Regions from separate parts of the Mus musculus genome. Here all the other regions are linked to region 1. A link is a contact called in public promoter capture Hi-C data. All regions are on one chromosome and are shown on one strand. The core of a region is the stretch at or near the end of the contact, and the rest is flanking DNA. Distances in the headings are between cores, read along the strand shown.

Evidence for each region. Promoter capture Hi-C pulls out the DNA fragments that hold promoters and counts their contacts.
Region 2: a promoter capture Hi-C map of maxillary cranial neural crest shows a contact between it and region 1. The contact joins the promoter of Pusl1 here to the promoter of Tardbp in region 1. A contact is called at or near these places in 3 of 39 promoter capture datasets (cranial neural crest, maxillary cranial neural crest and second pharyngeal arch cranial neural crest) and 1 of 9 other capture datasets (adipose tissue).
Region 3: a contact with region 1 is called in a promoter capture Hi-C map of liver, with 5 times the contacts expected there. The contact joins the promoter of Aurkaip1 here to the promoter of Tardbp in region 1. A contact is called at or near these places in 5 of 39 promoter capture datasets (cranial neural crest, frontonasal cranial neural crest, liver and 2 more).
Region 4: a contact with region 1 is called in a promoter capture Hi-C map of pre-B cells, with 4 times the contacts expected there. The contact joins the promoter of Ccnl2 here to the promoter of Tardbp in region 1. A contact is called at or near these places in 5 of 39 promoter capture datasets (cranial neural crest, frontonasal cranial neural crest, maxillary cranial neural crest and 2 more).
Region 5: a promoter capture Hi-C map of maxillary cranial neural crest shows a contact between it and region 1. The contact joins the promoter of Ankrd65 here to the promoter of Tardbp in region 1. A contact is called at or near these places in 3 of 39 promoter capture datasets (cranial neural crest, maxillary cranial neural crest and pre-B cells).
Region 6: a contact with region 1 is called in a promoter capture Hi-C map of pre-B cells, with 4 times the contacts expected there. The contact joins the promoter of Gnb1 here to the promoter of Tardbp in region 1. A contact is called at or near these places in 2 of 39 promoter capture datasets (maxillary cranial neural crest and pre-B cells).

What each region holds. Positions count from the first base shown.
Region 1 is chr4:148,624,786-148,629,340 of GRCm38.p6, reverse strand. Tardbp (TAR DNA binding protein) reads left to right here and starts at 2,345. Exons shown (of 6, transcript NM_145556.4): 1 at 2,345-2,660; 2 at 3,965-4,216. The coding sequence starts at 3,979.
Region 2 is chr4:155,889,255-155,893,809 of GRCm38.p6, reverse strand. It overlaps Pusl1 (pseudouridylate synthase-like 1), which reads left to right and starts at 2,048. Exons shown (of 8, transcript NM_001033490.1): 1 at 2,048-2,179; 2 at 2,395-2,452; 3 at 2,571-2,758; 4 at 2,908-3,057; 5 at 3,141-3,311; 6 at 4,087-4,141; 7 at 4,214-4,376. The coding sequence starts at 2,103. Acap3 (ArfGAP with coiled-coil, ankyrin repeat and PH domains 3) reads right to left here and starts at 1,935. Exons shown (of 24, transcript NM_207223.1): 1 at 1,369-1,935. The coding sequence starts at 1,415.
Region 3 is chr4:155,828,651-155,833,205 of GRCm38.p6, reverse strand. Aurkaip1 (aurora kinase A interacting protein 1) reads right to left here and starts at 1,937. Exons shown (of 4, transcript NM_025338.4): 1 at 1,471-1,937; 2 at 1,136-1,223; 3 at 409-854; 4 at 108-315. The coding sequence starts at 1,190. The coding sequence ends at 214.
Region 4 is chr4:155,810,530-155,815,084 of GRCm38.p6, reverse strand. Ccnl2 (cyclin L2) reads right to left here and starts at 2,596. Exons shown (of 11, transcript NM_207678.1): 1 at 2,276-2,596; 2 at 1,843-1,917; 3 at 1,517-1,626. The coding sequence starts at 2,557.
Region 5 is chr4:155,789,160-155,793,714 of GRCm38.p6, reverse strand. Ankrd65 (ankyrin repeat domain 65) reads right to left here and starts at 2,543. Exons shown (of 3, transcript NM_001370822.1): 1 at 2,207-2,543; 2 at 1,583-2,117; 3 at 387-907. The coding sequence starts at 2,391. The coding sequence ends at 533.
Region 6 is chr4:155,488,627-155,493,181 of GRCm38.p6, reverse strand. Gnb1 (guanine nucleotide binding protein (G protein), beta 1) reads right to left here and starts at 1,821. Exons shown (of 12, transcript NM_001160016.1): 1 at 1,602-1,821.

The sequences.
Region 1 (4,555 bases), core at 1,096-3,595:
ACAGAGAGAGACAGACAGAGAGAGAGATGGCTCAGTGGTTAAGAGCACTGCCTGCCCTTCCACAGGACCTGGGTTCAATTACCAGCACCCACATGGCAGCTCACAAGCATGTATAACTCTAGGGTATCCAACACCCTCTCCTGGGCTCTGTTAGCATCAGGCATGCCCACAGTGCACAGACATACATGCAGGCAAAACACCCACACATGATAAGAAAAAAAAAAAAAAACAAACCTTAAAACTTATAATGCTCCCCTCACAGGTGGGGTGCGGTGTATCACACCTCTAATACCAGTACGCTAGAATAGAAACAACAGCAAAGACCAGCATGGGCTATGCATTAAGTTGGAGGCCAGCGGGAGCCACATGAGACTCTGACCCAAAAAGAAAAATAATAATTAAATAAAAACCCAATATGGTCTAGCCAGATGTGGAGGCATAGATACACCTTTCATCCCAGCACTTGGAAAGTGGAGGCAGGCAGAGCTCTCTGAGTTCCAGGGCAGCTGTAATGATGCATATCTATAGTTCCCGAAGTCTGGAGACCTGCCTGGGGGAAAGACTGATTTGAAGGTCAACCTGGAATATACAGTAGGACCCTGTCTAAAAAAAAAAAAAAAGATAGCTGGTGCCAGCTAGATGGCTCACAGAAAAACTCACACAGAGCAGGTTTGGTTTCCCACAGAGACGTGAACACAGAAAATAAATAAAAAATGCAAGCTGGGCGTGGTGGCGCACGCCTTTAATCCCAGCACTCGGGAGGCAGAGACAGGCGGATTTCTGAGTTTGAAGCCAGCCTGGTCTACAAAGTGAGTTCCACGACAGCCAGGGCTACACAGAGAAACCTTTTCTCGAAAAACCAAAAAAAAAAAAAAAAAAAAAAAAAAAAATCAAAAAAAAAAAATGCAATCATCCTTTTAAACTACTGTTAAAGTTCTTGACTTTTCCAGGCATGGTAGCACAGGTCTGTAATCCCGGACAGTCAGGAGGCCAGGCCCAGGCTCTGCTGTATGAAACCTTGTCTTAGGAGACAAACAAAAAACCATTTTGGTGACTCACACCTGTAATCCCAACACTGAAGGCGCAGATTCAGGAAAGGCATAGCAAATCTGAGGCCAGCCTGGTCTACACAGTAAGTTCTAAGCCAGCCAAAGACTACGCAGAAATCCTGTTTTGTTTGTTTGTTTGTTAAGTTCAAAACCAAAAAGTAAATAATGCTGGGTGGAAGGACTCATGCCTATAATCCCAGCACTCAGATGGTTGAGGCAGGAGGACAGGCCAGGAGTTCCTGGCCAGCCTGGGCTCTAATGGAAGTTAGGGGCTAGACATTAACATCTGTTCTTCCAATGCCATCTTCTTACAAGGTAGCTGTGAGGAGGAAATGAATTCATTTATAAACTTAAAGTGGGAAGGCTTGGCCTGATGGTGATCTGCAATCCTACCCCATTCCTCCCAGAAGGGAGGCAGAGGCAGGAGGAACCCAGCAAGCTCAAGGCCAGCCTGTTCTGTACAGCAAGACCCAGTTTCAGTAAATAAAGCAACTGTGTAAAACCTTTGTGCCTAAGCTTTGAATCTGATACACCAAGAAATTCCAACCCTGAGTAAAGAGTCTACATCTGCTGCTTGGTGGTAGAGCTAGCCTTCAGCCTTTTTAAAGTTATACTAGGACTCGTCAACTGGAACCGAAATACTGAAACATCCAAGTAGTTTTTTGCTGTAGGATTCAGACCCTAGTGGGGCCTCTTTCTCATGGTGACTTCATGCAAGGTACTCAACTCTGTGCCTCAGTTTCTTCACTTATTGAAAGAGGAGAGAGTATCACGACTATCGTGTAGACTGCTAGGGCAGCATCCACACTTGGCAGCCTTGATGAGTTAAAGGACAGCCTGGGCTACACAGTGACTTTGAGATCCCTGTCTCTAAAACAGTATCTGATGGCTAAGCCCAAGGTCAATGGGAAGACACTTGCCTGCCATTCACAAGATTCTGGTTTGTTTTTCTCCCCCTAGAGCCAGAGAGTGCTAAAAGGTACTTGATACAAAATAGTACTTAGAACAGGGACCATTTTGCAGATCAAAGTTAATGTTTCCACGTTGGAAATTAACGAGCAAAGGCAGAAGACATTTAAGAGTCGCCTTTAGACTAGGAACCCAGGGTTCCCAGGGATTCCCCCCCAAGCCCTTACGCGTTCAGTCGCAGGCTCCGCCCCCTTTCCCTCCTAGCCCCGCCCCTGCCGCCCCAGTCCCGGCCTGCGCTAGTCTCGCGCATTCTCGGCGCGCGCGAGCTCCTCGACTAGGGCCGGCCGTTGGTCAGGCGAAGCCATCTACCGCGTTACGTAGGGGGACTCGGAAGGCCGAGTGGCCGTTCTGTCCTTCATCTGTCAGTTTTTCAGACCCAGCTGTTTTCATTGTTGCGTTTCTTTACTTTTTTCTATACGCCGAAGAGCCTGCTAGCATCCGAGCCTCTGGGAGGAGAGAGCGCCTGTGGCTTCCCTCGGAGAGCGCCCCTCCTGCAGGGAAGCCAGTGGGAGAGGCCGAAGGCGGGCGAGGGCGGGAGGCGGCCCTAGCGCCATTTTGTGGGCACGGAGCGGTAGCGCGGCTGTTGTCGGATTCCTTCCCGTCTGTGCTTCCTCCTTGTGCTTCCTAGCAGTGGCCTAGCGGGTAGGTTGGTCGCCAAGGCCGGCCTGCGTGCCTCGAGTGTTGCTTCGGAGAGGCCCGGTGCGGCCTGCGCCGCGGGGAGGGAGCGGTAGAGCGGGGCCTGGTTGGCCTCGCGCAGCCGCGTCGTTAAGGCCTAAGCGCGGGCAGTAGCCGGAGCGGGACGCCGGGCCTCTGCTTGGCTGTGAAGCCACGGGCGGAAGTGTGTGGCCGCCCCGGGTTTCCAGGCGTCCTAGTCCCTGTAGATTGTCGCTTTTGAGAATAACTGTTGTCACCATGGGACTTGGACCTCCGCGGGCCCCACCCTGGGCCCAGTTGAAAGGGGGGGAAAATCATCAACGTTGTCTGTCGCGCACGGCCTTCTGGGAAGCGGCGGCCTACCTCCCGGAGTAGCCGTCGTTGCTCCCTCGACGCCTAACTTTAGCCAGACCTTTCCGAGGATGAGCACCAGAACTGCTAGATAACTGTTCTGATGTCGGTGTTCGTGCTCCACCAGCACAGGGAGGGTTCCTCAGATCCCAATGCTTGGCTGGTTTTTTCCACGTTAAAGCACGTGCTAAACCCGATTCAGGTCCAGGCTATAGAAGAAACTTAATTCAGAATGGTTACGAAATACGGTAGCCTGTAATCTGTGCGCTCCAGGTAAGAAATGACGAGTGCAAGAAAAAAAATCGGGGCAGATACTTAGTTCTTTAACACCTTGTTTTTGTCTGGCTTTGTAGCCAACGGGCCACATGGTAACACTGTTGCCATTTTAGCACCGGAAGCTTATAGTGTGCGCTGAGAAAATAGAACTGGCGGGCAGAGCGCCACATGAACACCGGTTTTCCCTGTGGCTGCCCCGGAACTCAGTAGACTAGGCCAGCCTCGAACTCAAAAAGATCTGCCTGCCTCAAGAGTGCTGAGATTAAAGGCGTGGGTTATCGTGCTCGACAAAAATCACATTTTTTTTTAAAGATTTATTTTATTAATATATGTAAGTACACTGTAGCTGTCTTCAGACACTCCAGAAGAGGGAGTCAGATCTTGTTGCGGATGGTTGTGAGCCACCATGTGGTTGCTGGGATTTGAACTCTGGACCTTCTGAAGAGCAGTCGGGTGCTCTTACCCACTGAGCCATCTCAACAGCCCCCAAAATCACATTTTTATTTTAGAAAATACCTTTTCTCTATTTTTTTTTCAGGGATGGCAAAAGAAACATTTTAGGTAGCAGGAATCTTTTCAGGAAGTGGGAATAAAGTGGTGTGATAATAGCCAATTATGAAAAGATAACTCCTCTGATTTTCTTGCTCATTTCTTTTTCCTTTAAGAGATTTAAGCAAAGATGTCTGAATATATTCGGGTAACAGAAGATGAGAACGATGAACCCATTGAAATACCATCAGAAGACGATGGGACGGTGTTGCTGTCCACAGTTACAGCCCAGTTTCCAGGGGCATGCGGCCTGCGCTACCGGAATCCCGTGTCTCAGTGTATGAGAGGAGTCCGACTGGTGGAAGGAATTCTGCATGCCCCAGATGCTGGCTGGGGCAATCTGGTATATGTTGTCAACTATCCCAAAGGTTTGTTAATCATTTTGGTTTTGCTGTATTGCTGGCCATGGTTAGACTTCCGTGCCATCTTAATTTAAGTGAGACTATAATATCCAGGGCTTCATGTGTGCTGGGAGAATAGTCTATTGTTGAGCTCCAACTTGAGGGTTTGGTCGTTATGGAGGAATGTTTCCTATGACCCTAACTTTTTCATAAACTTTGTTTAGACTTAGACTACTCTGGCAGGTCAGCAGTTTAAGTAAATGGAAATTGAAAAGCAGGATTCTTTTTTTGAGGAGCATGAATTTAAATGTGAAGCTGGCAGAACATGGTCATTGCTAATTTTAGGTGGTGAAACCTAAATGCCTT
Region 2 (4,555 bases), core at 799-3,298, 7.3 Mb before region 1:
TGGCTAAGACTCCTACCAAATGGATGCAGAACTGTGGGGTATCAGAGGCTCTCAGACCACTCCTCTCAATAGAAAACAGGAAAGCATAGTTGACTGCCTTAAGCCCCCTGCCTATAGTCAGTGGACACTCTTGGCAAACTCTAACGCTCCAAGGTGTTTCTGGCTGACTCTCTTGCAAGGTGGTTTTGCAAAGAGCTGGACTGCTGAGGTAGGCCCTCAGAAACCCAGCACTCATGTACATATGTGGTCAAGCTCACACGAGCAAAGGCATGATACATGCTTATACATAAACATGCATACATGTATTAGCACAGGGCATGCAGACATGTGTTCCAGGGATACAGTGCACACTAAAACACACACCTGCATACGTTAACATGTGTCTAGTAGCATGGCAAACACGGTTCACGAATCCACAGAGATGTAGCACATGTACACACGTGTCCATCCACACTAGGCTATGTGCATGCATCAAGCACACCAACTCCGTATCACAGCTCACCCACACATTCATGTGCACCAAGGAGAGCAGAGTGGCAGAACATGCTCCCCCCCCCCCCGTGTGTGTGTGTGTGTGTGTGTGTGTGTGTGTGTGTGCACATACAGAGGTGGGACACCTCACGAAGGTCCGAAATTTCAAATGACACACAGGAGGTACTCCATTACTGTCTGCCAAATGCCACTCAATGAAACAGATGTATATCTGTGTGGCCATGTGGTTCACACAGATGTGCACGACTGTATTCCAGGAACAATAAAAGAAACAAACCCATAGGTGAATAAGGCCCATACCCTTCCACCTAAACACGACTTCCTCATCCTTACAGCCTCTACCCCTTCAGGCTCCTGGGTCACTCATACATCCGTTAACTCTCACCAAGGTGTCTATCTCAGGCCCTGATGGCTCCGGCTGGTTGCACCCATACACTGCTCTGGACATACGGATCAAGATAGAGACCAAGCAGGGTGCCAGACAATCCTAGCCAGAATTGGACTACAGGGCCAAGGAGGAGCCCAGTACTTGTGGCACACCAGAGCATACACACAAAGAAGGGTGGACAGTTCTAGAGATGGCACTGGACGCAAATGCCCAGTGACACACAGCTGCCCAAGGCGGTCTGCACACTCACCCCCGCGCGCGAGGTGATCAGCACAGGGGCGTCTTTTGTTCCGGTCCCCCGAGGCCGGAGGCGGAGCTGCGCAGCTAGGGGACCGCGACTCCGGCTCCCGCCGGTTTGTCCGTGCCAGGTCTTCTGCTCCGTCCAGGTGGACTCGGAGCGGTCACCACGCTGGACACCCCTTGCCCGCCTCCGGCACAAAGGCGGCTCCCCATCCCCGCCCGCGCCCTACCCCGGGCCCGCAGCACACCTGAAGCGCGGCGAGTCCTTGATGCATTCCTCGAACTCTACCGTCATGGCTGCGGCGAGCGGTGCTCACTGTGCGGAGGACCAAGGCGCGTCGAGCGGCATCCCCGGCCCGTGGACCGTCTGTGGCGCCCGCGCCGAGCTGCGCTCCGCGCCCGCCCGCCCGCCTGCCCGCCTCGGTCTGAGCCCGGCGCGCCGCGGCCCCGCCCCGCCTGTCACCGCTGGGGAGCGTCGCCAAAGTCAGCCTCTGCCTGCGCCACCCGCTGTCACCTCCGGGGAGCGTCGCTAAAAGCGCCGCTGCATCCCCTCGCCTGTCGCTGCGCTCTGTCCTCGGTCACCACGGTCTGGGAGCTGGGCCGGCCTCGGCGGTTGGGCTTCGGAGTGGTTTGGCTCGGTCGCGGGACAGGGAAGGGCACGGCTCGCCCACTTCAGGCATCACGGCGGTGGTGAACTCGGCTGGAATGCTGCCGACGGACACACTCCGCGACGGCGGCGGGGAGATCGGGAGTGAACGAATTAAGGTCGCTTGTGCGGAAGCGACCCATCATCGCGCCCCTGTGAGGCCGAGGACAGGAAACATAGCCGGCTCTAGAGGACCGCACTTTGCACCCGATCCCTAAGCTTGGCTCCGCCCCCGCCTCTCCATTCAGGCGGGGCGGACCGAGTCAGTGCGCAGGCGCCGTCCCTGCTGGGCTGGGTCGACCGCGGGCCACGTGCAAGCGCCCCGCCCGCTCAAATATGGGCTCCTGCGGGGCGGTGGGCTCGGTGCGTGCGCGCTACCTTGTGTTCTTGCAGTACTTGGGCACTGACTTCAAGTACGTTTTCCCGCTGTTACCCCCGCGTTCTCCACTCGGCCTCGCGGGAAGTCCGCGAGGTGACCAGGACGGGCGCGATCGGTCTCGGGATGCGGGATTTTAGGAGCCGAGGAACACAGTGGCCTGCACCGAACCCACGCGCCTGGGCGCCGAGACCCCTGGCGGGACAGCGTCCACAGACACCGCAGATAATTCCTTCCTGTTTCTCTCCGCAGTGGGGTTGCGGCCGTGAGGGGCAATCCGCGCGCTGTTGGGGTGCTGAACTTCCTGGAGGTGAGGACCGGTTTGGGGAGGAAGAAGCAGTCGGCAGCTCCAACCCCTACCCACTCTCCTCCTCCTATTCCACGGACTCCGGCCATCGATGTGGCAGCCGCCTGTACGGTTCCCGCAGGAGGCTGCCAAGCGGCTGAACTCTGTCGACCCGGTCAGGTTCACCATCTCTAGCCGCACCGATGCCGGGGTGCATGCCCTGAGCAACGCGGCGCACCTGGACATCCAGCGCCGCCCAGGGCAGTCGCCTTTCTCCCCGGAGGTCGTGGCCAAGGCCCTCAACACCCACCTGAAGCACCCGGCCATTCGGTGAGCCCGGGGTTTTGGTATGGTTCTGGGCTTTTTTTTTTGTCTTTTACCATTGCACCCCACTGTGGTGGGAGGCAGAGATTTCCATAGTGCTGTGTGGACAGTTGGGCATACTCATTCCTGGGATGAGCCAGATCTGCTTGCCACAGTGTACTGAAGGCCTTCCGAGTGCCCAACGACTTCCACGCTCGACACGCAGCCACCTCCAGGACCTACCAATATCGTCTGGCCACAGGCTGCTCCTGGCCTAATCAACTGCCTGTGTTTGAACAAAATGTATGCTGGGCTCTGCAGACAGAGTGAGTGAGCTAAGAATGGGAAGAAAATGGCTCACCATCCATCTGCCTGGGCTCTCCTCAATAATGCTCATTTGGCTCTGCAGGTACCTGGATATGGCGGCCATGCAGGAGGCTGCCCAGCACCTCCTCGGGACACATGATTTTAGTGCCTTCCAGTCTGCTGGCAGCCCAGTCACAAATACTGTACGCACACTTCGAAGAGTCTCAGTGTCACCTGGTCCAGCCAGCCCATTTGTCCTCCCCGAGGGGAGCAGGTGAGACGACTAGCCTTTCACTATGCCAGGACTAGAGGCCACCAGGGTCATTACTCATAATACCTCAATAAAAGTGAGATGATGCTAAATGGGTATATTGCACATCCATTGGGCCTAGAGGGTGTAAGAAGGTGAGCCAGAAACTTGTGTCTTCTTCCTGTTGGGTGGGGTCTCTGCCAGCCTGGGGAGCACAGGGTGGAAAATGTTGCCTTTCTGAGGGCCCTGCCAGACCCATAGCTCTTTATAGCAGGTAAGTTCTGGCAGTCTCTGAAAAGATTTCACTAGAGCGAATAGTTCCATTCCACTTTGACAGACTACGTTAAGTTCTCTGCTTCAAACACCAGGAATCAGCCGCTCACCTTGAGAACATAACATCTGGAACCAGCTCCAAGGGTTTGGTAAAGGGGCTTTGGTGTGACCAGGCACAAGAGCACATGGCCTAGGTTCCATCTTGATAGGTGGGCTGGCTATGTCCTGCTTCAGCACAAATACTTTAGCCCCAAAACATGAAGGCCCAAAGCAATCGCTATTTCCCGTGCACAAACTAACCAATGCTCTGTTATATAATTGTTTCCTTTCATGGTATATGTAGAGTCGAGTAAGTCATGCAAAACTCGCTCACCCTCTGGAACTGGTGGTCAACTAGGCAAGAACCCACCCTGGATGGAAGCCTTTAAACCAGTATATAAATCGTTGTCTTGTCTGAAGCCACATGGTGAGCTAGGTTGGCTGAGCCTGCCCTTAGCTTGGACCTCAAAGCTGTCTGTGTTCCTAGGAGGCTGCAGTTCTGGACCTTGGAGTTTGAGAGCCAGTCTTTCCTTTATAGACAGGTAGGCTGTCTTAACCCTCACAGGATGGGCTCGGGTAGACACACCTGTGACAACCTGAGCTCTCTGCTGCAGGTGCGGAGGATGACAGCTGTGTTGGTGGCTGTGGGGCTAGGGATCCTGGCACCCACACAAGTGAAAGTGATTCTGGAGAGTCAAGATCCCTTGGGCAAGTATCAGGCTCGAGTTGCTCCAGCCCGTGGCCTGTTCTTGAAGTCAGTGCTGTATGACAACTTTGGTAAGAGGGGATGGGATTGGAAAGAATCTTTCCCAAAGCTGGGTTGTCGCTCAGGGAGGGGACTTTTGGATGCAGTCAAAGCCCACATTGTACTAGATGAGTACCCAAGCACCTAGTGGGGAAGCCAATGACAGTGGGGGGGAGGACTAAGGGATCGAATCAGCGATTCCCCAGGGTGC
Region 3 (4,555 bases), core at 688-3,187, 7.2 Mb before region 1:
ACATCTCTAAATGAGGCAGATTAGTCAGGCTGGAGGTCAAGGACAATTAGGCACACTTGGGCCCTGGGTTCCTATGACAGAGTCTTTTTTTACCCGAAGAGATCTCACACCAAGCCAAAGAAACTCTAGGTCGGCCTAGAATAATTGAGTCCTTCCAATATTTATTATAGTGGGTCAGAAGCAGCAAGAGAGCCAGAGGGACAGGAACCCAGATTATTTGTTCTTCAGGTAGATCTTCGGGGTCTGCCAGTTCTCAGGGGCTTCCTTCAGGCCTGCCTTAAGCCAGATGCGCTTCAAGTCTTTCTCAAATTTGATCTGCAAGGGCAGAGGAGACAACCAACTTATTATAACGAGCAAAGCCTCTTTTAACCACTGTCAGTCTAGGTCCAAGGGAGTGCCCATATTCACCTGCTTCTTCTTCAAACGTCCTTCCCGGACCTTGCGACGTAGAAACCGGGTCCTTTTGACCAGTTTACGGTACTTGTGGTGGTTCATCTTTCGCCTTCGGATCTTCAGCACGTTTTTGCACTGCACTGGAGTGGCATCCCAGGCTTCCCTGACTCCCTGCTGGGCTTCCTCCTCCCCCTGCCTAGGTGGACATTCGTAGAACTGGGAGGGAGCCAGAGTCACTGGGACCTCGACATTCCGTCTGGGCAATAAGTATTGAGCAGTCAGCCAGCTCTCTAGAGGACTGATGGCCATCTTCCTGGGGACCAGGAACTCCTCAAGCTCTGACTGGGTCCTCTTACCAGGGAGGGAGGCAGCCCGACTTGGGCTTGCAGGCTGCAAACTGTAAAGGGGTCGAAAAGCATAGCTGCCAATCACCCCGGAGCCAGGGCAGGAACGACTGAAACCTGGGGAAACAACACAGTTGCTACTAGTGCCATCACAGCAGATCAGAACACCACTACTACCCAGGCTAGGGCAACATGTAGACCCAAATGGTAAGGCCTGCCCCTTATCCTTCCGTCTGGAGTTGTGATGTGCTCCTACATACTACATGCAAGCTCGCAGGAAAAGGTTTGTGCCCAGGCTCTTATTCCCAGTAGCGACAGGAGACTACTGAAGGCGAGCTGGGCCGCGATGATTCCCATCCCCAAGTCAGGTGTGGATTCCGCGTCCAGGGGCGTCTTACCTGCCCAGGGAACAACAGTCCTGGCCAGCCGTGAAGTCAGGCGCGCCAGGAACATGGTGAGCAGTTGGTCCGGCGGCAGCGCTCAAAGCTAGAACACAGGAACCAGCTGAGGTCACGCAGCGGCGACGGGCAGTGCTCTCGGCCGCAGGCCTCGCATATCCCATCACCCTGGGTCCCCCTGACCCGCGATAAGGAGACATCTTCAAAAGTCGCTCTGAGCGCAAATCCTGTCCCTACTTCTCTCCACCAGCGTGGTCGCTGTAAGCCGCCCACCCACGGTTCCCGCTCAGGCAGCGAAACCCACAGCGCAGGACGATATCGACGCTCGCACGCACCAAACAGACGCAGGCCAAGCGAGCTCCGCCGCCGCTCATCATCTGAGCCCCGCAACAGGCCCACCGAATCCCGGAAGTTAGGACCGATCAGGTCGCCTCTGACCTCGACCACTTCCGGTCCCTGGTCCTACGCAGCGCCCTCTGGTGCCCGGCTCTGCGCTAACTCGATCCTTGCGTGCCCGAAGGCGATCGCTTCCGGTTGGAGGGGACGCTTCCCCTGCCGCTGTTGTCCAGCAGCAACAACGTTCCGGGTAAAAAGTGCCCACACCCGACACCCACCACAATCCCGGAGAGTGCTCTCTGCGTGCACGCGGACTTTACAGTATATATATATATATTTTTTTCCTTTCGTCTCTCCCAAGCCGGTTAGCCTCCGGGTACCGCCATGGACCGTAGGACTGCGGAAGTGACAAGTGGCGCTCCTCCTGTTAGGGCGGCAGGTCGTTTAATAGTCCTGTGGGATAGGCTGGCTGCAGAATGGGGCGCTCTGCTTCTTGAGGCCTCAGAAACTCCGCCCTGTTCCTGCTCCGCGGTCCTACCCTGCCGCTAATCTCAAGTGAAAAAAGTCCTAATTTCTTTAGTGTGCCCTGAGGAAAAAAAAATTTTTTTTAAAGATTTATTTATTTTTTATTATATATAAGTACACTGTAGCTGTCTTCAGACACTCCAGAAGAGGGAGTCAGATCTCATTACGGATGGTTGTGAGCCACCATGTGGTTGCTGGGATTTGAACTTCGGACCTTCGGAAGAGCAGTCGGGTGCTCTTACCCACTGAGCCATCTCACCAGCCCCCTGAGGAAAAATTTAAATATCCTCACACACACGTTAATTTTTATCCCAAAACTTAAAAGCAGCTTCTTCAGAATACGGCTGCTGCTTTCCTTGGCAAGAGCCTAGCAATCCACTGCACCTCAGTGTGGACCAGAAAGTCCTGCTGGCTCCGATGGACAGGGGTGCAAGACTAGGGTTCTCCTTCATTTGAGAAACTACGTATGCCTCGCATGAGGGATTTCTGTGGATTCTTAACACAAAGTGGCCAAATATCTCATTCTCAGGCATTAACCTAGCTAAAGTTACATAAACCAATAAGAGGGCAGAAATTGCAGGCTGTCGTCCCAGCTGTGTAACTGAGGTCACAAAGTGATGTTGCGTGTACCCTACCTTCGAGAGGGGATGCTGGAGATATTTGTCTTTTCTAATGATGTTTCGAGAGGGGAGGCACAATGTGCACCTGCATATGCCACAGCACACATGGAGTCATTTCTCTTCTTCCACATTTAAGGAAGTGAATTCCAGGGATCTCATTCAAGTTGTCGGGTTTATGTGGCAAGCACTTAACCACTGCGCTAGCCCAAACAGGAAGGTTTATGCATTTTAGTCTGTCTTTAGTTCAGACTCTCACCCTGGGTTTAGCCACAAAAGGCAAATGGAGTCTCTAGATTCCAGCCCTCACCTTGGTGCTCCCAGTCCTCAACATGGCCAGCTTTTATTTGATGTGTTTCTCCTTGGATTGCATAACTAAAGGTTCAAGGAGATGAATAAAAGTAAATAAATCCATCAGAGAAATGGTCATGTTCACAACAACCCGTATCGGGACAGGTCTTTGTAGAGTCAGGGACAATAAGAGAAAGGGCAAGTGGAAACAAGTTTTGGAAAGAGACCAAGCAAAGCATCCTCCTTACACAATCCCGGGAACTAGCAAGTTTCTAGTCTTCCAGGAGGTGAGTAAAGCCAACCTTGTTAAGATCCCTATACTTTCCTGGGTGGTGGTGGCCCACGCCTTTAATCCCAGCACTTGGGAAACAGAGTCAGATGGATCTCTTTTGAGTTGCAAGGCCAGCCTGGTCTACAGATTGAATTCTAGGACAGCCAGGGCTACACAGAGAAACCCTGTCTCAAAAAACCAAAAGACCCCCTGTATCTCAAACAGGCTCCAGGCCAAAACAGAACATGCCCAACCAGGGCAGGGTAGCTGCTTGGCCATGGTGGCAATAAAACACAGACACATAGCCATGACACCATGACATTGTATTGCTACTGTAAACTAACCTTGCCAAGGCAGATCTGGAATTGCAAAGGTTAATCCTTCATAAAAACCTAAGAAAAAAAGCACTGCTGGGGCTGAAGAGATGGCTTGGTGGTTAAGAGTACTTCCTATTCTTCCGTGGGATTTTCGTTTGTTCCCAATCAGAAAGAACCCGAAAGAAAGAAAGAAAGAAAGAAAGAAAGAAAGAAAGAAAGAAAGAAAGAAAGAAAGAAAGAAAGAAAGGAAGGAAGGAAGGAAGGAAGGAAGGAAGGAAGGAAGGAAGGAAGGAAGGAAGGAAGGAAGGAAGGAAGGAAGGAAGGAAGAAAGAAAGAAAGAAAGAAAGAAAGAAAGAAAGAAAGATCACTCACTGGTAGAAGATTTGGGGGGAGAGTCTGTGTAAATTGTTTTCTTTAGAGTATAAAGATGAATTTAAAAGTGTGAATGGCCAGAGGTGGCCCCACCCTGGGGCCTGCCTGTTACAGCCTAGGTTGAGGAACCCTAGAATTGAGCCACAGAAGCCAAATGCTGACTGGTTTGTGCCAGTCAGGGTAGCTGCTTAACTTAAGCCTGATGCTTAACTTAAACTTGAGCCTGCGCGTCCGTCTCATCCTAACGCTAGCACAGCTGTGAAGCTTGTTGAACACCGACCATTTCTTTTTTTTTTTTTTAAAGATTTATTTATTACATATAAGTACACTGTAGCTGTCCTCAGACACACCAGAAGTGGGTATCAGATCTCATTTCGGAGGGTTGTGAGCCACCATGTGGTTGCTGGGATTTGAACTCAAGACCTTTAGAAGAGCAGTCAATGCTCTTAACCTCTGAGCCATCTCGCCAGCCCCCCATCCATTTCATTTTAAATTTTTTATTGTTTTTTAAAATTAATAGGTCTATTCATTGTAATGTATGTACACCAAGTTCATAGCTGGTGTCAATGAACTTGGCGTACATACATACAATGAATATGGCCTGAAAAGGGCATTGGATCCTCTGGAACAAGAGTTGTGAGCCATACAGTGTGGTTGTGAGCCTTACAGCATGGGTGCTAGGAACTAAACT
Region 4 (4,555 bases), core at 1,347-3,846, 7.2 Mb before region 1:
TATTACCCACCTGCCCCCCACCTTGACTTTACACATAAACAATATTCTAGCGTAACAACACACCTCCTGAATATGGTGGAGAGTCTGAGGATCTCTGCACAGTGCTATGACACTGTGTCAGAATTCAAGGCAAAAAGATCACCCTTTTCATGAGTTGTAAACTGCAGAACCAACACAGCACAATAAAGTCATCCCTTGGTACACACTGGTGCTGGGGTAATGACAATTTTCACCTAATACTAATACCCATGAATGTTTAAGCACCTTACGCAAAGTGGTGGACTATCCCCACAGCCTCTTCACACTTCACATCGTATTTGGATACTTTATACCTATTACACTGGAAATGTTGTTGAAGGGACAGTGACAAGGAAGTCTAATCATGTTCAACACAAAAACTATTCCACCTCATACTCTCCCAGTCTCTCACCCCGAACACTAATATTTTCAAGAGTTAGTTGAACTCTTGAATGAGAAACCTGCAGATAGACTACAAAAAGAGAGACATGGTCAAGTCTCAAAGGGTTTGTTAAGCTGGGCACGATAGTACAGTCCCCTAAGCCCAGCATTCTGGAGCCAGAGACAAGACCATCTGTATGAGTGAGACCAGCTTGGTCTACAGAAGGCTCAAAGACTGTTGAGGCTCATAGCCAAGACTGTTTCAGAATAAAGCAAACACCAAAGGGCTCCTGTGAAGGAGCAGAAAGTCTGGGACAAGGTCTAGGTGCACTGCTATACTATTAGGGATATTTGTTTTCTGGTTCTGTTGGTCCGTGTGGATGTTTTAGCTGGGGGCTGCTGTAGTCAGTTGTCTCCTTCTCCTTCTACAACGTGGGACTTCAGTATCAAATCCAGGCTCTCAGGCTTGCCAACAGGTTCCTTAACTAACTAAACCATTTAATCAACCCAGTGTGTTTGTTCTTTAAATTTTGTACAACATTTGTTTGGTATGTGGGTTGTGCCTATGGAGGTCAGAGGACAACTTGCTGGAGTCAATTCTCCTCCTACCATGTTGATCCCAAAACTAAATACAGGTTGTCAGGCTTGGTGACAAATGTGGTTCACACACGTAAGGAAGATTTAGATGGGATTGCTAAGAGGTTAAGACTGCTACACAGCTAGACCAGATATCAAAAAAGACAGCTGTCTAGGGGTATTTCTGTTACAAATGGTTTCTGGCAAGGAAAGGCCAGGAATATTGATCGACATATTACAATGACACTAGAACAAAGAATGGCCAGTTCAGACACTAACAGCGCTGAGGGTGAGAACCAGGGACCTGGTGCTCAGAGGTTCTCAGCAGAACCATGGAACAAACAGGACAATAGGGTGGTGAGCTGATGTGGTCATACAGGAATTGTTTCAGCAGGGCTAGGACAGCCAGCTATCCTGGTTATTGTACCCCCCTACCAACTGCCCCAAGACAGCATCTAGGGCACATGCGAACAATCTACTGTAAATTCACAGGTTGGTATTAACAATGACAGACATTAGGACAGCTCTGCAAAGGACTCACTTTTTCTCTCTCAGATGCCGAAGGCGATGGAATACATTGATGACATCCCTGATTCGTCTCGGAGCCTCTTCTATTTTGGAAGCCAGGTGAACACAAGCCATGGACACATGCTGAAATGTACATTGTGACACGGGTGTTTTTCCCCCCAACTTGAGAACCTTCCAAGGCATTAAAACTATTAGAAACAACCAGAAGATACAGAGACAGACAGGCCTCTAGGGAAAGAGCTGTGTAGACTTTGCAGGACAGAATTCAGCTAAGCACTGGGCAGAACAGGCCAGGTTTCATCCCAATTCATTTCTCCGAGAAAACAGAAAGAAGCCTACCTCCATGGAATGTTTCACGAAGGACTTAGTGTAAAAGAACCGCTGGAACAGCACCTGCCCTGTAGCCATGGCCACCTAGGGACAGAGAGGGTTCCATCACGTTTGAATGCAGGACTCACGCTTGTCCCGGCTACAATGTCTTGTGTGATTTCCCCCCAGGACAAATAGCCACGACAGTTTCCATTTCCCCCAAAGGGTTTGGGTCTCGCGAGGCTTTCTTGGGGGTAAAAGGGCTTCGGCTCCGGCGGAGGGGGAAGGGGAAGGGGAAGGGATGGCGGGTGCGGGTTATTTCAAGGCTGCGGAGCGCACAGGCTCGGACCTCGTCGCCTGGGTCCGGTGAGCTCCGGGCCGGGGGCCGGGACGACAACAAAGGCCCGGCCCTCGGCCCTCGGCCGGCGAACGGCCCCTGCAGAGCTCGCGGCCCGGCCCTTACCTGCGGCAGGCGGAGCAGGATGCCGGCTGCCTGGATGAGCTCGCAGCCCACGACGCGGAGTCCCGTCTCCGTATCGACGTCGAGGCCGCTCGACATGGACGGCGTGAAGCGGAGCTTGTCGTCGGGCAGCAGGCAGTTTTCCAAGGTGATGAGCACGCCCGAGTAGAGCCTGTCGCCGATCAGCACCCCCTGAGACCCCGGGGCCGCTCCCGCCGAGCCGGAAGAGCAGGCCGCCGACGCCGGAGCCATCAACCCCGCAGCCCCGGCCGCCGCCGCCGCCATTTTGTGCCGCCGACTCTTCTCGGGCCCTTCCCGTCAGGGCGGCTGCTCGAGACGATCGTGGCCGCCCCGCCCCGCCCCCTCCCATTGGCTGAACGTCACCGCTGTCTCGACGCCGTTGGCCGTACGACCAGTCCGTCAGTGTCGCGTCAGGCACCGACGCCGGAAGCACCCACGGGTGGGGCTGCTCGTTACCCACTTGGCTCCGCGGCCTGGCCCGAACCGGAACTCCTGCCTGGCAAAAGGGGTTCTAGAAGGGCGCCTTTCTTTGGGGGTTGGGACAGAACAACTTTTCTCCCACAGTCCCACGTGCACGACGTTACACCGCGACTTAGTTCGGAGTCTTTAGTTCTCAGCCCTCCCTTCCGTCCTCGGGCTCTGGAACAGCTGTGGGGTGGATCTGCCAGCATTAAAAGGGCAGATGTGCCTTTAATCCCAGCACTTAGGCAGGCGGATCTGTGTGGGTTCAAGGTCAGCCTTCTCTCTACAGCTAGAGTTCCAGGACAGCCATGGCTGAGAAACTTTGTCGCAAAAATAAATAAAATACTAAACAAAAAAGTGCAGATGAAGGGTCTGGAGAGATGGCTCAGCAGTTCAGAGAACTGACTGCTCTTGCAGAGGTCCTGAGTTCCAGCTACGACATCATGGCTTGCAGCCATCTATCTGTGATTGAATCTGATATCCTCTTCTCTCATTCAGGCACAAATGCAAACAGAGCACTCATATACACAATCTTTTCTTAAAGGGGACCCCCAATAATCTACTGCAGCAAATACAGGCCAAAAAAATGGCTTGGGGACCTTGAAGATCAAGGTGAAACGGCTTGTAGTAGACCCTACAGACAATATTAATATTCCTGACTCCAGTCCTGGCCTGCTTAGTTTCACCCAAAACAGTGCTGCTGCCACTACACAATAGATGTTTCCTGTCACTGCTCAGTTATCTCAAGCTTTTGATAAGATTTCAGCCAGGTTCGGTGAAACGGAAAATTGGGAGGACATGGGAGTTTAAGGAGATCCCTGTATAACTCTGATTCAGGTATGGTGAACAGCCAACAAGGTTGCCAAAAGTCAGTATTCCATAGTCCAGCTGTAGTGGGGTGATTGGATTCCACTCCTAAGCAGACCCCACAAAGATCTCATCAGTCCTCTCACTGTAATGGCCACGCTGCTACTGTCTGTCCGTCTGTCCCACCCCTAGGCTGCAGCTCTAAAGTAGGCACAATTGTCATTGCCTGGTCTGCCCATTCCCTAAGCTGAAACTGAACCAAGAATTAGAAAAGACTGTTGGCTCTAGTCACTCAACCCAGACTCTGGTTCTAGAGATGACTATTACATCCATCAGGAAGAGAAACCTATATTGGAGAGGGATGCTTGGTTACAACTCAACAGTGATTTGCAGTATCTTGTCTTTTTTGTGTGAAGTAGAAAACAAAGCTCAGTGATGGGGCCACATGGATGTGTATCTTCTCCAATATCAATAGCAAGTGGCTAATGAGTAATATATGTGCAACATTCTGGCAAAGTGTTAAGCATATTGTATGCAAGACACCAACCTAGTACAGTGACGTTTAGGCTGATGAAAAAGTCAAAAAAGCCTTGTAGGAATCCTCAGGAAAGAGAAGCCAAACTTAAGCTTGCCTGCAGTGGTGAGAGGACAGATCTTTAGGGACTGGGAACATTACGGAGTTGTAAGCTTCTGTAGTATGTGTGAAGCCTTGTGTTTAGTACCCTGAATCCCAGAAACTAGACATGGCCAGTACATACCTATAATCCCAGCACGTGAGAAGTAGAGGCAGGAAATCAGGAACTTAGAATCACTCTTGAGGTACGTGAAATTGTCAAAAGCAACACAAATTATAGGAGGGAAATTAGGACTTGATAAGTTATATATTGTGCTAGAAGTGTGCATTGAGTCTGAGGGAAGAGCTCAGAATGACTCGTAAGCAACTGATGGCCTAAGATGAGGAATGGTGTCACTATAATCCAGCATGGTTCCAAC
Region 5 (4,555 bases), core at 1,294-3,793, 7.2 Mb before region 1:
GACTTTCAGTGAACCAGCAAGTTAACTGCACCAACAACAACAACCATGAATTTACTCCATAATTCAGGGACTAATGGGGGACGGGGGCTTTAATAATGTATCCTGGCTAACACCCAAAGAGACACCACCCCTGAACAGAAATTCTTTGCAGCTTATGTAGATTTTGAGCTATAACCTTTCATGTACACTGTAATCTGTAAATCTCATTTAGGTTCCAGCACCAACTTACATTTTACATAGTTTTGTTTGTTTGTTTGGGTGTTTTGGTTTTTTTTTGGTGGTGGTTTTTTTTTTGTTTTGTCTTTTGTTTTTTTTCGAGACAGGGTTTCTCTGTGTATCCCTGGCTGTCCTGGAACTCACTCTATAGACCAGGCTGGCCTCGAACTCAGAAATCCGCCCGCCTCTGCCTCCCGAGTGCTGGGATTAAAGGTGTGTGCCACCACGCCTGGCTAGCTCTACGCTTCTTATCTTTCTGTAGTTTCTAAAACGATTAGTTAGCACAGGAAATCAGGCCATGCCTGGGGCAGACACCCTATGGGATCTGGGCCGCTTCACCCCACTGTGTCCTCAAGGTGGAGTTGGCTCCTCGGCTCAGCAAAAGCTCCACAGTGGTGCTGTGGCCATTCTCCACAGCAAGGTGCAGAGGGGTCTTGTGGAGCCAGCCAGCAGCATTGATGTGTGCACCCCTGTCCAGGAGATGGCTGACAACTTCTACATGGCCGCCTCGAGCAGCATGGTGCAGAGGTGTGAGGCCCAGAGAGTCCTGAGCGTCTATTTCAATGCCCTTAGCCACTAGCAGCTGTGTAACTCGTAGATGCCCACCAGTGGCAGCCCTGTGGAGTGCAGAGCGGTTGTTTCTGTCCCTGATATTTGGGTCTGCCCCATGGTCCAGCAGGACCTCAATGTCCTGGAAAAGAAAAGGAAGAAGATGAGAGAAAGAGCCTATGACCTTGGCCCAGAGGGGTGAGGATCTGGGCCTGGTGTCTACCAGACCTCATCCCTATCGCCTCTTCTTCTTTTAGGAATGAATAGAATGGAATCTAAAGCAACCCCAGATTCTTAGATTAAATTCAACACTGTGCAAAGGGTGCTGTCCTCTGGTGCCCTCTGGGCCCCACTGTTTGTTTGTTGCCTGGCATGGTGGCCCATACCTTAAACCCCAGTACTCAGGAGGCAGAAGCTGGAGAACCTATGGGAATTCAGGAGCAATTTAGTCAATAGAGCTTCAAGTTAGCCAAGGCTACATAGAAAGATGCTGTCTCAGAAAACCTATCCATCCATCTATCTATCCATCTACCCATCCATCCACCTAATTCATTGTTATGGCCCACCAGAACAAAGCAAGATTGCCAGGAATGGGAGACCTCCCCAGGTGCCATTCAGTAGGGAGGTTACATAAGGAGGGCCGAGCTGGAAACAGGCTCATCTCCCAACCGCTCCAGCCTCCATCCGGTCCACCTGTCCCTCTCCTGTTCTGCGTCTTTCCACTTTGTCCCTCTCCTCCCCCAAGATCTTAGAGAAATGTAGGGGGTGAGGCCCTTTGGCTTCTGGCACAGTCATTGCAGATGAAGGCTGGACCTACTTGGTGGTGACCTAAGCCAGCTGCCAGGCCAAGTGCGGTGGCCCCCGTACTGTCCTGGGTGTCCACCTTTGCCCCCAGTGTCAGAAGAAGCTGCAACGATGACGTACTTCCAGCTATCGCTGATACCAGCAAGGCGCCATCCAGGTCTGCATTGCCTCCAGCAGACAGCAGCTCCAGCACCGCCAGTTGCCCACAAGCCGCTGCCCAGTGTGCTGCAGTCCAGCCTCTTACATCTTTCACATCAGAGCCTGAATCGGAAGCCACGGTGAAGCTTGTAACGAGTAGCGTGCGGCCCAGAGCGGCTGCCCCGTGCAGGGGCGTGAGGCCGGTTTGAGAGCATGCCGCTGCCGAGGCCCCACGTCGCAGCAATAGTTCTGCCACGTTTGAGTGCCCATGCCAGGCAGCCTCATGCAATGGTGTGCGCCCTGTGTGGTCAGGTGCACCTGCCAGAGCCCCACGCTGCAACAGCAGGCGAACCAGTGGTGCGTGCCCCCGCATCACAGCCAGGTGGAGTGGAGTCCTACCTGTGTGATCCCTGTGGGGTATGAAAGAAGTCATAATGCTGCCCAGACGTTCAGTCCCAGCCAGAGAAAGAGTCTAGGGCTAGTTAGTCATGAAGCTCACCTCTCCTCCACACTGGAGCCTTGTCTCAGCAGCTGCATCACCAGGCTAGGAGCACCCCACCACACTGCCTGGAACAGAGTACTCCAGCCCGGAGATGTAAGAGGTCGCTCTGTCTTGTCTGCTGGGGCCTCCTCCCAGACCAGCTTCATCCACCGTAGTTCCTGCTCCAGACTGCTGGAATCCATCTGGGGGAAAGTAGGGACCCGTGTCCACCCTAAGGCTCCTGGCTGGTTCACCTTACCAGGTGTCCCTTGTCACCATGTCACCACCCCAGCAGGAGGAAGGGCTGTGGCTCCCAATTATCTCCAGAGGGGGCTGGCACGTGAACTCTGTTTTCTGGTTGACTCTCGTTCTCTCTATTTTATTTCTAGTCTGACCTCATCCTGGGAGGCCAGTTTGGGTGGTGAGAGAGTGGGCAAAGGGCTTTTGCACCATGCAGAGGCCACCAGACACTGTTTACTTAGTAATCTGAAGGGAGTCTATGCCTGCCAGGTAGCACCCCTAGCCTGAGCACCTTGCTCCCTTGCTGACTACTAAAGCTCTTGGCCACACTCCCACGAGAAAAGGCCAGGACAGGTTGGGAAGGGCAAGCAGGAACATGCCCTGGATGACAACCCCTCCTTCCTCCCTTCCTCTCTAAGTAACACAAACTTTAATATGTTCTGACTTGCCCTCAGGCACCCTGAGACCTACCTGCCCCCACTCCATCCTGGGGCTGGAACCACCTCTCTTTGTGGTTGGAGAGGGGACACTGTAAGGTCCTATCCTCCTTCCTAATAAGATGCTTTGCAGGAGAAAAAGTTCACCACAGACATCTGAACAGCGGGGCTGGAGAACAGGCTAAGACAGGCTAGTGCAGGCCAGGACAGGGAAGAGATGTCTGGGTGGCAAGGGGCAGAAGCAAGCAAGGATGTTTCTGGAACAGGAGTTGCAAAGTACCTACATCTAGAGGTAGAAAAGTGTCTGTAGGAATAAGGCACTCATGTGGACACTTGACTCTGGGCCCAGGACCAAAAGGGCTTGTTTGCTACCTGACCAGATTCTAGATGTGGGCAGCAGGGCCTTGCCAGCTGATCCCAATAGCGAGGTCCTGTAGTTCTCTGACGGAGACTGTCCAACAATGGGTAGCACAGCATGGAGCTGTCTGTTTTAGCTCCAGCTATCCAAAGGATGGAGTGTCTCAAGAGACATATTTGAACTCTCTCTATACTGGGAACAGCAGCCCTTCCAAGTGGCACAAGGAAGAGTCTCCCAACAACTGTGTGAAGGGCCCCTGCCTATCTCTGAGGCCCAGCCCACTGGATCTCACAAGTTCATGTAGATGCTACTTCCCAAGGGCTTAGAGCCTAACAGCCAAACTGAAGCAATCTTCGCCTCTGACCCTGTTGTTCTCATCTTAGCACTCAAAAAAAAAGTCTGTCCACTAAATTTTTGGTTAGCTGGGTTTTGTTATTGCACACCTTTAATCCCCTAGCACCTGGGAACAAATAGTATTTATTTTATTTATTTGTGTGTGACTGGGAGTTGTGTGCCCAGTAGAGGTCCAATGACAACTTACAGAAGTCAGTTTTTTCCTACCAGGTTATAAACAAGCCTGCTTGCAAACACCCCTGCCTTTTGGACCATTTCACTGGCCAAAATCTGTTCATTTTAAATGTCTGTCTTGCTCTTCTAAAAGTAGATGCTCCTTAAAAGTACGTTTCATAGGCTAGCCAACAAGAAGCAAAGATCTGGACCGACATAAACATTCATAGTGGGATGTGTAGTGAGAATATTCATTCCTTTAAAAAAGAAATATAGGCCGGGCAGTGGTGGCACATGCCTTTAATCCCAGCACTTGGGAGGCAGAGGCAGGTGGATTTCTGAGTTCAAGGCCAGCCTGGTCTACAGAGTGAGTTCCAGGACAGCCAGGGCTACACAGAGAAACCCTCTCCTGAAAAACAAAAAACAAAACAAAACAAAAACAAAAACTAAACAAAAAACAACAACAAACCCAGAAATATATTGTTTTATTTTTTAACCCCAGTTGTGGGATATGGAACTTCTTCACATTGCCCACAGCAGCTAACTGTGATTTGCATTGTGGTCTAACAGAGGTGTGGTTTTGCCAGCTGCAGATAGTTCCTGCAATTGTGTGACATTTGGAATTCTGGGAACTTTTCAGAGCGTGTATAAATGAGCTCTGAGAAGCATTGTTGTTGGTTGTTGTTGGGTTGTTGTTTGTTAAGTAATTGTCTTAGATAGGGTTTTACTGCTATGAACAGACACCATGACCAAGGCAACTCTCATAAGGACCACATTTAATTGGGGCTGGCTTACAGGTTCAGAGGTTCTGTCCATTATCATCAA
Region 6 (4,555 bases), core at 572-3,071, 6.9 Mb before region 1:
TGACTACATATTTTCTTAGTTAACAGTAAATCTCACAGGCTACTTAACCACACACAGAGAAAGGCTTGATTGCTGCTATCAGATCGAAACATAACAATACAAAGTACTATTACTACCAAACCAACACTACAAATTACCTGAAATTTCAAAATTCATGCACAAGTGTCATTTATATACTTATAAATTCTACTAATTCGGGGCTGGAGAGATGGTTCAGGGGTTAAGAGCATCGGCTGATCTTCCAAAGGGTCTTGAGTTCTGTTCCCAGCACCCACAAGTCAGCTAATGACTCTAACTCCAGTTCCAGGGAATCTGACACCCTCACATACACACACAGACACAGACACATCCAGGCAAAACAGCAATGCACTAAACAATTAATTAATTAAATGAAGCCCCACTAATTCTCCTCTCAAAATAAAAATTTTGACATAACCTCTTTAAAGATGAGCTGAACACGTATAGGGATGCTATTTCGGGATGCTAATCCTGTGGTTTAAAAAAACCCGGAAAAAAAAAATGTTTAAATGTATCAAAAGGTCAAAAGCCAAGCTGCAGTTCCCCAGGGGAACCCGAGGCTGTGGAGGAGACGCGGAAAGACTAGGCCACCCTCTGAGTGCTCTGGGCAGGACGTCCCCTCCCAGCACTGATGCATCAGGCGAACCCAGGAGCCCGGCGCCTTTTCCTCTGCACCGGCCACCAGAGCCGGCCTTTGTTTTCAGCCCCGGCAGCGGACGGCGCGGTCCTGGCTGACAAAGGCGGGTATCGCCATCTTGTCGCGGCGACCGGACGCGGCGCCCATTCATTTACGGGTGCCTGGGGCCAGGAAGGCCGGCAGCGAAGGAAGCTGGGAAGCTTGGTAGCCGTAGGCCCGCACCCGGCAGGGGTTGATGGCCGAATCCAGTAGACTCGCCCCGTGTCCGCTCCCCGCGCGCCCGGCCGAGTCCCACGCCCCGCAGGAAGGCGCGGTCCGGAGGGCAGAGCTCGGCTTTTGTTCCCGCGGGGACTCGGCCGCGAGAAGAAGCGCCTGCGGCTCTCCTGGCATCCCCACCTTAGCAAGCCATCCAGGCTCGAACCTACGACCCGAGCCCCAGCCCTGCATCCCGTTCCCTTTCTTAAAACTCAAGACCACCTCCGGGATCCCGCATCAGGCCCTAGACCCCCCCGCCCCCCGCAACAGCCTCGACCCCAGGAACATGAATGAGTCTGGAAACCGAATTCCGACACGGGCTTTGAACCCAAGACCACAGATCAGGTCCCGCATCCGGGATCCAGCCTTGAACCCAGAACCCATCCCAGATCTGGCCTTGAACCCAGGACCTCCACCCAGGTTGCCGCATCTCCGGGCCCGCACCCCGGACGCGGCCTTGAGCCTAAGACCCCGGCCCGGGCCTGCGCCCCGGCCCAGGCGGCTCCGCCCCATCCCTCACCCCCCGGACCCCGAGACCCCAGCCCTGCCGCCCACCCGGCACGCCGGGGATCGCCCACCCAACCCTGAAGAGCAGGATGAAGACGGCGGCCGATGACCCACGAGCGAGAAGAGCCGCAGGGCCTGGCCCAGCGCGGGGCAGGCTCAGCTCACAGACCCCAGCCGCGCTCACCTCGCCCTCGCCCGGTCTGGCGCCCACGCCGCCGCCTGGTCGTCGCGCTCGCGGCCTGCGGGCAGGAGTCGGCGAGGCTGGTCGGGTCCGCGCGGCGGCTGTTCCAGTCCCAGCCCCGCTGCCCTCGCCGCCCGCGCCCGCCACCGCCGCCGCCGCCGCCGCCGTCGCCGTCCGCCCCTCAGACGCCTCCAGCCATCAGGATGGGCGCGGCGGCCCCTGCCCGCAGCCTCGGGAAACCCCACGTCGCGTCACCGCGCACGGGCGGCGTGCGCGTGCCGCTCTTTCCGCCCCGCCCCTCCTTCCCTCTGCGCGTGCGCGAGAGGCTTAAAGGACCCGTGATTTTTTTCCCCCACCCCACCCCACCACCACCCCACACACCCCGCAAGGGTCTTCCAGGGACGTTGGCAGCCTATCGGCCTCGGTGGCCTCTGGCTCTGACCTGACGGTGTCGGCTCCTGTGCCATGTGCCCCAAGCCAGAGGGCGGTGTGTCCTGCCTGAATGACCAGCCCGGGAGGGCCGAAAGGCGTGCGTGCGTGCGTGAACGGCCTAGCAGGTTCTAGACAGCGGGGGTAGAGGGGTAGGAATAGCCAGGTGGGACAGGAAAGATGTCAAGATTAACCACCAGAATCTTTAAGACATGCCATCCGGTCTGGTCCGTCGTGCCTATTTGTCCAGCCATCTTCAACTAATATGACTCCTGCCACAATGACTTTTTCACTCCCATTCTGCCCTTTCCAAAACCAGGTGAATACCTCTCTTATTTCCTCTTGGCCTGCACTACCCTCTTTTAAACAAGAGCCACAACTCTCTGGGGGGCCTGGCCACCACGCTGACTCTGAGACCTTTCCATGATTCACACTTGATACCTTCCCTTCTTGTTAGCTTCTGTGCACCTTGCAGCCTTTCCTTGAAGCCCATTCCTTCTTGAAACAGCCTTTGAGTGGTCTGCACACTTCCCCCTCCCTGCCCTGGGCGCTTCCTGCCGGGCCATAGAAATGTGTCTGTCATTGTTCAGTCCTGACAGTTTCCTCATATACTTTCCCTGTGCCAGCCCTGATCTGACGCCTGATTTTACGAGCCCTAGCTTCTGCTAGTGGATGGGTAGAAGTGAGGAACCAGGTATTGGATATTCATTGCTACAAAAGTGTCATTGCTGAGCAGGCACCCTGAGGGAAAACATACATTTACATGAACATACATATATGTACATGCAGATGGTCATGTGGGCATTCGTATCTTTTTCTTGATCACAGTAAGTGTGTGGTCTCTCCAAAATACTGCATATTCTCTTCCTTGCATATTGAGTGACCTGCTTTGAGAGTAAGAAGCCTGGTTCCAGTTACCTCAAATATATCCACCACTGCTATCATCTCACCCTAGGGCCTCTGACCCCTGGGACTCTATGCCCTTCACTCCATCTGTTCGAGACCTGACTCTGTCATTTGTGACTGTTTTTTACCTGAAGTTCTTGACAGCTCCATCATCCCACTCTCTCCAAGTAAAAGTACAGGGTCCTTCCTTCTCACCATTCTCTCCACTGTCCCTTGTGACTCCAACTTCCCACAAGTGCCTCTTCCATGAACTTGTGAAGGCCAGACCTTTGATGATACCACTTCTGCACAGATGTCCCCAACCCCTTAGTAGCCCAGTCCCGAGAGAATATCCATTGCCAGCTTCATTTCCTCAAGGGTAGCCTATTCCCAGTGGTCTTGCCCTGCTCATTTCCTACTTTAATACTGTGACTCTGGTGAAGACGTCCTCACCCACCATACACACCCCACCCCCAGAGGATGTCAGAGGATATTTATGATCTGAGAAGAAGGTATCTAAGTGGTATTCTAAGTTCCAAATGAGAGGGCCAAGGCCCAGCAAGCGGAGCAATGCCTGGGAAGAGAGTGGGAGAGATAAGATGCCTGCTAGTCCCTGCTGGTCCAAAAGAGGGTGGAGCTAGAGGATGTGAACAGCTGGGTAACCAGGAGACATCCGGGACCCAGGCTCCTGTTGGTTCCACAGTGAAGGGTAAAGGGATGGGGTACATTCTGGTACCTTTTGAAAATTAGAGGGTTGGGTTTCTGAGTATTGTCCGGTGGTCTCAGGTTTTAAGGTAATCACCAAACACCAGCAGGCCTGACGCCCGCCCTTCAGGGCCTCCCTGGTGAAGGACTTAAAGCAGAAATGAGAGGGAGGGAGGGAGGAAGAAGTACTATAGACAGGAACCAGACAGAGGCAGTTAGCCTGAAGTATGCAAGGCAAGTTATCTCTCCAGCGTCCTCCATGTGGCTGTACCCCTCAGCCACTCCTAGGTCTCATAGTGAAGATGGGGGCAGGGAGGGAGTAGACTGGGCCCTTTAGAGGCTCTGGGGCTCCCCTGTTCCATAAGCTGCCTCCCTGCTCCCAGTTATTGCCAGCCCATGAGCAAGGTCTCTTATGAGGACATTGAGCCTAACGTGGTTGATATGGCTGGACTGTTGCTTAGAGACAGCCCAGGCTAACCTAGAGTTTGGGATCCTCCTGCTTCAGCCTCCTCAGACTTTGAGATTTAGCCTCTGTACTTTCCTCTATCCTTGATCTGTGACTGTTCAGGGTGGGGCAGAGCCTTCCCTGGAACTTGCCCCATAATGCTCGCTGAGGTAATCGTTTTTGTGTTTATGGACAGGGTTTCAGGGGCAAAGTTGAGGGGAAGGAAGGAAGAAGAGGAGGGGCTGACCCCTGATTCTCAGATCCCTAGCCGAAGCTTCAGGTTGCCACATGGCCTCACCTCAATCTGATATGTGCGCTCCTCGGGCAGCAGGGACCTCTGGCCCTGGACCTTGGTCAGTCTCCAGCCTGCTCGGACTAGAAGCCTGCCCTGAAGATGGTAAGAAGCTAGCCTTTCCCCCAAGTCTCTGAAACTCCTTCGTCCCTTTAGCTTAGGCCTCTTGTGATTTTTGGCTCCTACACTGCCACCCAGCCC